2 separate regions of the Sus scrofa genome follow, and region 1 is linked to region 2. Evidence: chromatin contacts called from public HiChIP or PLAC-seq data. All regions are on one chromosome and are shown on one strand. Each heading gives the region's core, a stretch centred on a gene start, on an enhancer-like site or on the middle of the called end of the contact. The rest is flanking DNA. Distances are from core to core; before and after follow the strand shown.

The links. HiChIP or PLAC-seq counts read pairs in DNA pulled down with a chosen protein or histone mark.
Region 1: a contact with region 2 is called in an H3K27ac HiChIP or PLAC-seq map of alveolar macrophages. The contact joins two enhancer-like sites. A contact is called at or near these places in 1 of 5 promoter capture datasets (liver), 4 of 47 Hi-C or Micro-C datasets (alveolar macrophages, embryonic fibroblasts and skeletal muscle) and 2 of 2 datasets of contacts at active chromatin or transcription factors (alveolar macrophages and skeletal muscle).

The regions. Positions count from the first base shown.
Region 1 is chr2:150,147,471-150,151,116 of Sscrofa11.1, forward strand. No RefSeq gene overlaps it. Among named protein-coding and RNA genes, the nearest start is that of SH3TC2, 98 kb to the right of the region's middle. Within about 2 kb of position 1,486, at least 18 of the 83 cell types and tissues checked have an H3K27ac peak or open chromatin away from gene starts, as enhancers often do. A contact at or near this core is called in alveolar macrophages and liver, where this site is marked.
Region 2 is chr2:150,015,397-150,018,952 of Sscrofa11.1, forward strand. No RefSeq gene overlaps it. Among named protein-coding and RNA genes, the nearest start is that of ADRB2, 17 kb to the right of the region's middle. Within about 2 kb of position 1,510, at least 12 of the 83 cell types and tissues checked have an H3K27ac peak or open chromatin away from gene starts, as enhancers often do. A contact at or near this core is called in alveolar macrophages and liver, where this site is marked.

The DNA of each region.
Region 1 (3,646 bases), core at 236-2,735, 130 kb after region 2:
TTTCTCCAAAGAAGACACAGAGATGACTAACCGGCACAAGAAAAGATGCTCAGTATCACTAATCATCAGAGAAATGCAAATCAAAACTACAGTGAGGTACCACTTCACACCAGTCAGTGAGGCCATCGTATGGAAGTCTACAAATAACAAACGCTGGAGAGGGTGAGGAGAAAAGGGAACCCTCCCACACTGTCGGTGGGAATGTAAGCTGGTGCAGCCACTATGGAAAACAGGTGGAGGTTCCTCAGAAAACGAAATATAGAGCTGCCCTACCCCACTCCTGGGCATTTATGCAGATGAAACTATAATTTGAAATGATACACGCACCCTACATTCATAGCAGCACTATCCGCAATAGCCGAGACATGAAAACAACCTAAATACCCAACAAGGGATTAATGGATTAAGAAGACGTGGTTCATGTCCACAATGGAACAGTACTCGGCCATAAAAAAGAATGAAATCGTGTCATTTGCAGCAACATGGATGGACCTAAAGATTATCACACTAAATAAAGTAACTCAGAAAAAGGCAAATGCCATATGATATCACTTGTCAATGGAATCTAAAATATAACACAGATGAACTTTATCTGTGAAACAGAAATGGACTCACAGACACAGAGAACAGACTTGTGGTTGCCAGCAGGGAGAGCAGGTGCGGGAGGGATGGGCTGGGAGTCTGGGGTTAGCAGATGAAAACTATTATATGCAGACTGGATAACAACAAAGTCCTACTGTATAGCACAGGGAATTATATCTAGTATCCTGTTACAAACTGTAATGGAAAAGAATATTAAAGAAAGAATGTATATACATGTCTAACTGAATCACTTTTCTGTACAGTAAAAATTAACTATAAATCAGTGATGCTTCAATGAAAAATTTTTAATTGCATAGTCATAACAACAACAAAAATAAATCACTATCTCTGAGCTCAGTTCCGTTTATATTGTAACATTTGCTGGGAGTATCAGTACCCTAATTTGGTCATACACATCCTCAGCCTGGACACCTCTAGTTTCCTCTCTCTAAAGCCGCCAGTGCCATCATTTGTTCATTCAACAAACACCTACTGAGACCTACTAGGAGCCAGTTACTGTGGAAAGAGTTAAACACTAGTATTTATGGAGTGAATCCGATGGGGGGGACACAGGAGCTATGTTTTATTCACACTGGGGGGTACACCACGTGCTCTTTCTGCAATAGCTATGGTGCTGCTTATGTAACCGGAAAGTTTTTACGACCAGGCAAACACTTCTGCTTCCATTGACCTCATGCCTGATGTTTCCGCCCTCAGAAGAACTAACAAACGAAACCAAATGGGCTGAGGGAGTAGGATGGCTCCACCTGAAAGTTGGTCTCTGGTCCTCTTACATCACCTCATCCGGGGACCAGGCTTCACTGGAAACATGAGGTGAGGCTACCGAGAAAGCCCAGTCTCTGCTCTCTGTCCCCCTAACTGGTTGCAGAGGCAGCAGTTCCCAACAACTGGAAGCCAGAGCCATCCACAGCTCCGAGGGGAGAAGGGAAGAGAAAACAGAGCTGGACGAGGGTGACTGATGGCTCCCCTGAAACCGGTGGTCTCCTTTGGACCCTGTGAGATGCTCCTGCTGGGCAGGGATCCAGGCCAAGGCATGGTTTCTGTAGAATCTTCTCATCACTAACTCTCCCGGCAGGATCAGCTGTTTGGCTGTGTTTAACTGCCACCCAGCCAAAGCAGCTTGGTGACACGCCCAAACGCCAACCCAGCAAAACATTAGGTCTAGAGCCCGCGCCAAAACTTTTTTAAAGCATAATTTGAACTAAACAGCCAGTCAGTTTAAAAATACTCCAAGCAGAGAGCCAATGGGATTTAAAAACCAGGAAAACTCAAAATAAAATACCTCTTTCCTGGTTCACTCATTCATTATTTAAACCTTGCCTTTCTCCAAGAAGATCTAAGATGTCAAGAGCCACATTATTTTAAAAACTAAAAACAAAAATAGTATTATATGTGTTCTGCAAATGTCAATATCACAAAAATTCAACTTAGTTTAACATTCAAAGCACAAAGCTTGTTTGTCTGTGTGCGCACGCGCATGAGCAGCCACCTGTGACTTCACTACTCCACGGGTCTGAAATGCAGGGGGTCCCTTCTTGCCCCTAAACATAAAAAGACGTCACAATGCACTGTTTTCCACCTGAGTCATGCCTTTGTTCCTTGAGAATCATTTAGTGAAATTCGACCATGGGCCACCCACTGAACCAGATGCTTTGGATACAGTGGCCAAAAGCCACATACACTTATTGTGCACACAAAGCTTACATTTAAGACAGCTGGAGACACATTATGCTCTGGCCTGAAATCACAGCATTCACATCCACGGGCCCACAGAGCTGGAAAGGCACCAAGAGTCATCTAAGCCACAGCGTTTTCCCGAGTGCAGCCACTGAAGTACCATGGCTTTTGCTATATTCCAATACTACATTGTAGGCGCCTTCAAATGTTCTCATCTGCGTAAACGCTTTCATTGTAGGAGAAAACTACATTACTGTCGTAAATGGAAAACCAGGATCAAACTGTCATTTAAAAAAAGGCAACCATAAAAATAAGCAAATGAAAAATAAGCCAACATGATTAACTTCTCACCTGGACGTACGTCCACAGCCTCAGGAAGACTCTGGCCCGAAGCCAGCTCTCACTGTGTAGAAGTCAGAAAGTGCTTAAAGGATGCTAAACACCCATTAACACTCCTGGGGGATGTTCTCCTTTCCTTAGCCAGGAGGATTAAAGGGGAATTAAATTCTGCACAACTGTCTCTTACGTGACTTCACGTTTTTCATGTTGTAATAATCAGTCACAGGATTTAGGAAATCATGTCTAATCCAGCCTCTCATTTTCTAGAGGGAGCTGGGGCCCAGAGATGGGTGGTGAGCAGGCCAAGGATGAACAGCCCTTGAAGGGCAGAGCCAACAACAAACCCCAATTCCCTGCATTTCTGGCCAGACAAGTACGGGGTGAGGATCAAAAACTAACTAACTCAATTCTTACACTTGCTCTTCATCATGATTAAAACCCTCTCGACCCCATCGTACTTTTGGATAGGAAGACATCAAAATCCATCTCAAACCGGCAGACACCGTGACCCCTTTCATTAGCAAATATCAATTTTTTTTCCTTTTATTTTTTTTTTGTTTTCTCTACCCACTCATTTTTCATGTGTTATAGAAGTTATTTTACGGGGGGAAAACTGTAATTGCAATGTATACATGTAAGGATAACCTGACCCCCTTGCTGTACAGTGGGAAAATAAAAAAAAAAAAAGAAGAAGTTATTTTAGCAGAAGTATCCACCAAGACCCCAAACAAAACCTAGAAAGCTTGTAGACACTTCTGCATATCCCACATCCTTGGATAACCTGCTATGATAAGGAATTCAGTGGCGGGGGGGAGCCCAGCCCCACCCCTTAAGGACCCTTTGTCCTATAAAATTCTCAGGGAGCACCCCTGCACTCAGCAGCCCTCACCATACACTGAATGTAACGCTTTAAATCTGGTCTAGGAGAGAGGAGAGAGGAAACCCTCTCACCCACTGAGAAGGTCACCTGCAGTCTGCCTGCCCTGAGTCCACCTCGAAGAGCAGCTCTCGGCAATGGTCCCAGGGA
Region 2 (3,556 bases), core at 260-2,759:
TTCTCTGTAAATGACAAATGTTACCAGACTACTAGAGTCTGACTGGTGACAATGTTCTTTACTCTTTTCCTTTTCCTCCTTTTCAACTTCTTAACAGACTCTGAAATAAAGAATTCTTACAAGCCAGGACCAGGTGGTAATTCAAGGGCCTACAGAAACCAGGGAAGTAGGATATCACGTGAAAACACCCGAGATGCACCACTGCAAGTGCAGTCGCACATGGCAGCTGAATACTGGTCTGAAGGACGGGGATGCTGGAGAGCGCTGGAGGCTGCAGCAAACTCAAGACCACACACCCCAAGGATGGCAGACCTCCAACCCACTCCCCCACTTTTCCAGTGTGAGTACACAGCAAGAGAAGCTGAGCATACAGATACATGAAAGTCCCCCAATTTTTAAATGTTAGTGCGTAATTACTGTTCTAACTCTCTAAGACAAACCAAAGACATACGTGGGCCACAGGTGGCCCGTGGCCAGCAACCTGCCACCTCTGCTAAAGGCAAAGAGGGTAGGAGTGAGTTCACAGAGGTCTTAGGCCAGGAAGTAACAGGAGCAGAAAACTCCCGAGGAAATTTCTGAGACAGCTGATGTGAAGGAGAGATTGGCATGGAGAGAGACCAGAGGCTGTGAAAAGACAGTATTTCAGGTGAGGGATGATTAGCACCCTAACTGGGGCAGCAGAGAGGGAAGCTGGAGAAGAGAGGAGGGGGTGTGGTGTTGGGAGAACTGATATAGAGAGGGGCTGGGCATGCAGGAGGGGTGCCCGTGTTGCAGTTCTGCCTGCAGCCCTAGGGACTCACTGTTCAAGTCTGAGGAAGGAAGTGCCTTGTTTGATAACACACAACTGTGGAGGAGGAACCGCTTAATATTAGAAGACGCCTCCTCCCAAAATAGCAAAAAGACTAAACAAGCCACTGATTACAGGCCTTGAGGTCAGAGCTGAGAAGGTGGCAGGGAGGAAAGAGCATGTGGGCCAAACAACCTGGACTTGAGGCCAAAAGAAGGAGGAAAGAGAAGAGTCAGAAAGGAGCCCTACACCTTGAAGGGACTGGGGATGCATAGTCCGAAGAAGATATGACACAAAAGGATCAGGAGTGGGCTGGCTTGCAGGCCAAAAGTATTTATTGAGCGTCTATAGTTCCAGCAGGTCCTAGTTTGGGGCGCCAGAGTGATAAGCAAAAGCAAAAAGATGTTGTACTTCCCCTAAGAGAGTCTTCTGGAAAGATACTGACTGAAAAGCCTCACAGACAAATGCAAAGCTGCAACACCGAGATGAGCAATAGGAAAGAGGGAAGTGGGTTCTGGGTGGAGGGGGGTGTCCCGGGGGGGGGCCTCAACGTCCAGAGGATGATGATTCACCGAGAGCTAAGAGATGAGGAGGCACTAACGATGTCAGCAAGGAGGCAAGGCCTCGAGAACAGGGCGTGCAAATACCTGTCACACGGAGCACTGAGAAGGCCGGTGTACTGGGAGCATGCCGCAAGGACGGCTGGAGGAAAAGTGGGATTTGTCCTGTGCAGTCTGCAAAAGCATCCAGTAGGGGGACACGTCCCATAAGAGACTGATGGGGGTACTTGGGACCTGTTTGCTTTTAGTTTATTAAAAGGAAAAGCTATCATTTGCTGTTTACATTTCCCAGGCCCCGATCTTCCCACGAGGTCTCTGGATAGTTATATGGCGGAAGTCATTCCAGCAAAGTCATTCGTGAGAGACAAGCAGAAATCGCCAGTCTTCATAGAGACTAGCCCCCCAAACGCCAGCGGGTCACTTCTGTTGAATCCACTGGTCACAGCAGCCACAAGTCAGACCAGATTCAAGGGGGTGAAGAATAAAGCACATCTTTGCAGGGGCGATGGCCTGCGCACACAGGCGGAAAGGCGTCACTGACGAGCGTGTCGGAGATAAGCCACCACGATACCACTGTACAGATGGAGGGATCAAGGCTAAGGAAAAAGCTCCCCAAGAGCATAAAGCCAGCAGCATGTGGCAGAACTAGGATGCAGATCCCGGTCTATGTACCTCCAAAACATCCCGCATTTAAGCACTGATACTTCTTTAGCGGGGCAGGATGGAGCAGTAAGAAAAATCCTGGGTTCTGCCCTCAGCATGGCTCTAACTTGCTGTGTTGTCGGGCCCCAGGCTCCTCCTCTGTGCGGTGAGCTGGACAGTTCTCAGATTCCACAGGTCTGAGAATCTGTACTGCCTCCTCTGAGCTGCATGGTCACCCACTGGCTCCTTCAACCACTTAGCCCATCAGCAGTCAGCTCCACTGCCAACCAAGAGCTCTGTTCCCCGCCTTTTCCTTTTATCTTAGCAACACTCTACTTTGCTCCCCTGGCTGCTGTTTATCCAGCCTCTCCTCCACTTTCCCATAACCATAACCAGGAAGCAGTGCCTGAGGTCTCTCCCCCTCATCAGCTGCCCTTGAGGGCTAGTTTCATTCTTTATAGAGGCCGAGGCCAACATCTTTTTTATGCCAAACAGGGCCCGGCAGGCTTTGTTGCACTTTGCAAATTATTGATACCTTACAAGGGCATGTCAAATGAGAGTTTGTATAAATAAATGCATGGTCTTGTTGTGTGCAAACTGCCAACTGTATACCAGACGGCAACTTCACTGAGGGCAGGAACTGGAGCTGATTTATTCATCACTGAATCAGCTTCAAAAAGTGTCAGGTCCACAGTGGGTAATCAAAACGTATTTGTGGGTTGCTCCAGCTAATATTTTCTTAATCCCTGCCATTCAGTTTCGTAAGTTTCCACTTTATGGTGCAATTCATGCTCAAAAATATTTAGGCTTAACTTTCCTCCGCTGCCTACTCTCTTCTATCATTATGTCACTCTGATTTTTTTTCTCCTTTTTGGTCTTTGCAAGTCTAGTATTTTTTTCCTAGGAACATCTCCTTTCAACTTCAGCCACTGAAATTTGAGCTTGGCCCGCAGACCTGCTCCTCTTCTGTTCAGTCTCAACGAACACATAAGAACACAAAGCTGTAGGAGATGAGACTCGAAAGCCTTGGCTTCTGACCCGTTTCTCTCACTATCATTGTGATATCTCCTCTCACTTTTCTCACTGTGGATCTGTCTCCCCGTTCACATTGTGGGAGGGTTGGAATATCTTTTTAGCAATGGAAGGTTTACCCAAATCTAAATCTAGGTTTACGCAGAGGCTGAGGAAAGCAGCTACAAGGATTTCCCACCACCTCCCTATGTCTGTGGCTGCCGCTGAGGCCCTTCTGTGGACGCGGGGGCTCTGCTGAGCTAGGCAATCCTCAAAGCCACTCCAGTTCTGAGGCGGAATGGTTTATAGCTTGTTAATGGGCTGGACTGTCAGAAAGGCCCCTCGGCAGACACATGCTCTCATGTCCACTGCAAAGAGCAAACAGGCCCCAGAAGCTGCTTCAGCAAGCTGTCCTCTCTCCCACAGCTCCCTCATTTGTTCAAGCCTTGCCACCTATACTTTCAATTCCTGATTTCTTCTCATATCCTTCCTCTTCCCCCTCCAAAGAAGTTGCTGAAAACGCTAATAATTTCTATTTTCACTTCTTTGCTGTTAT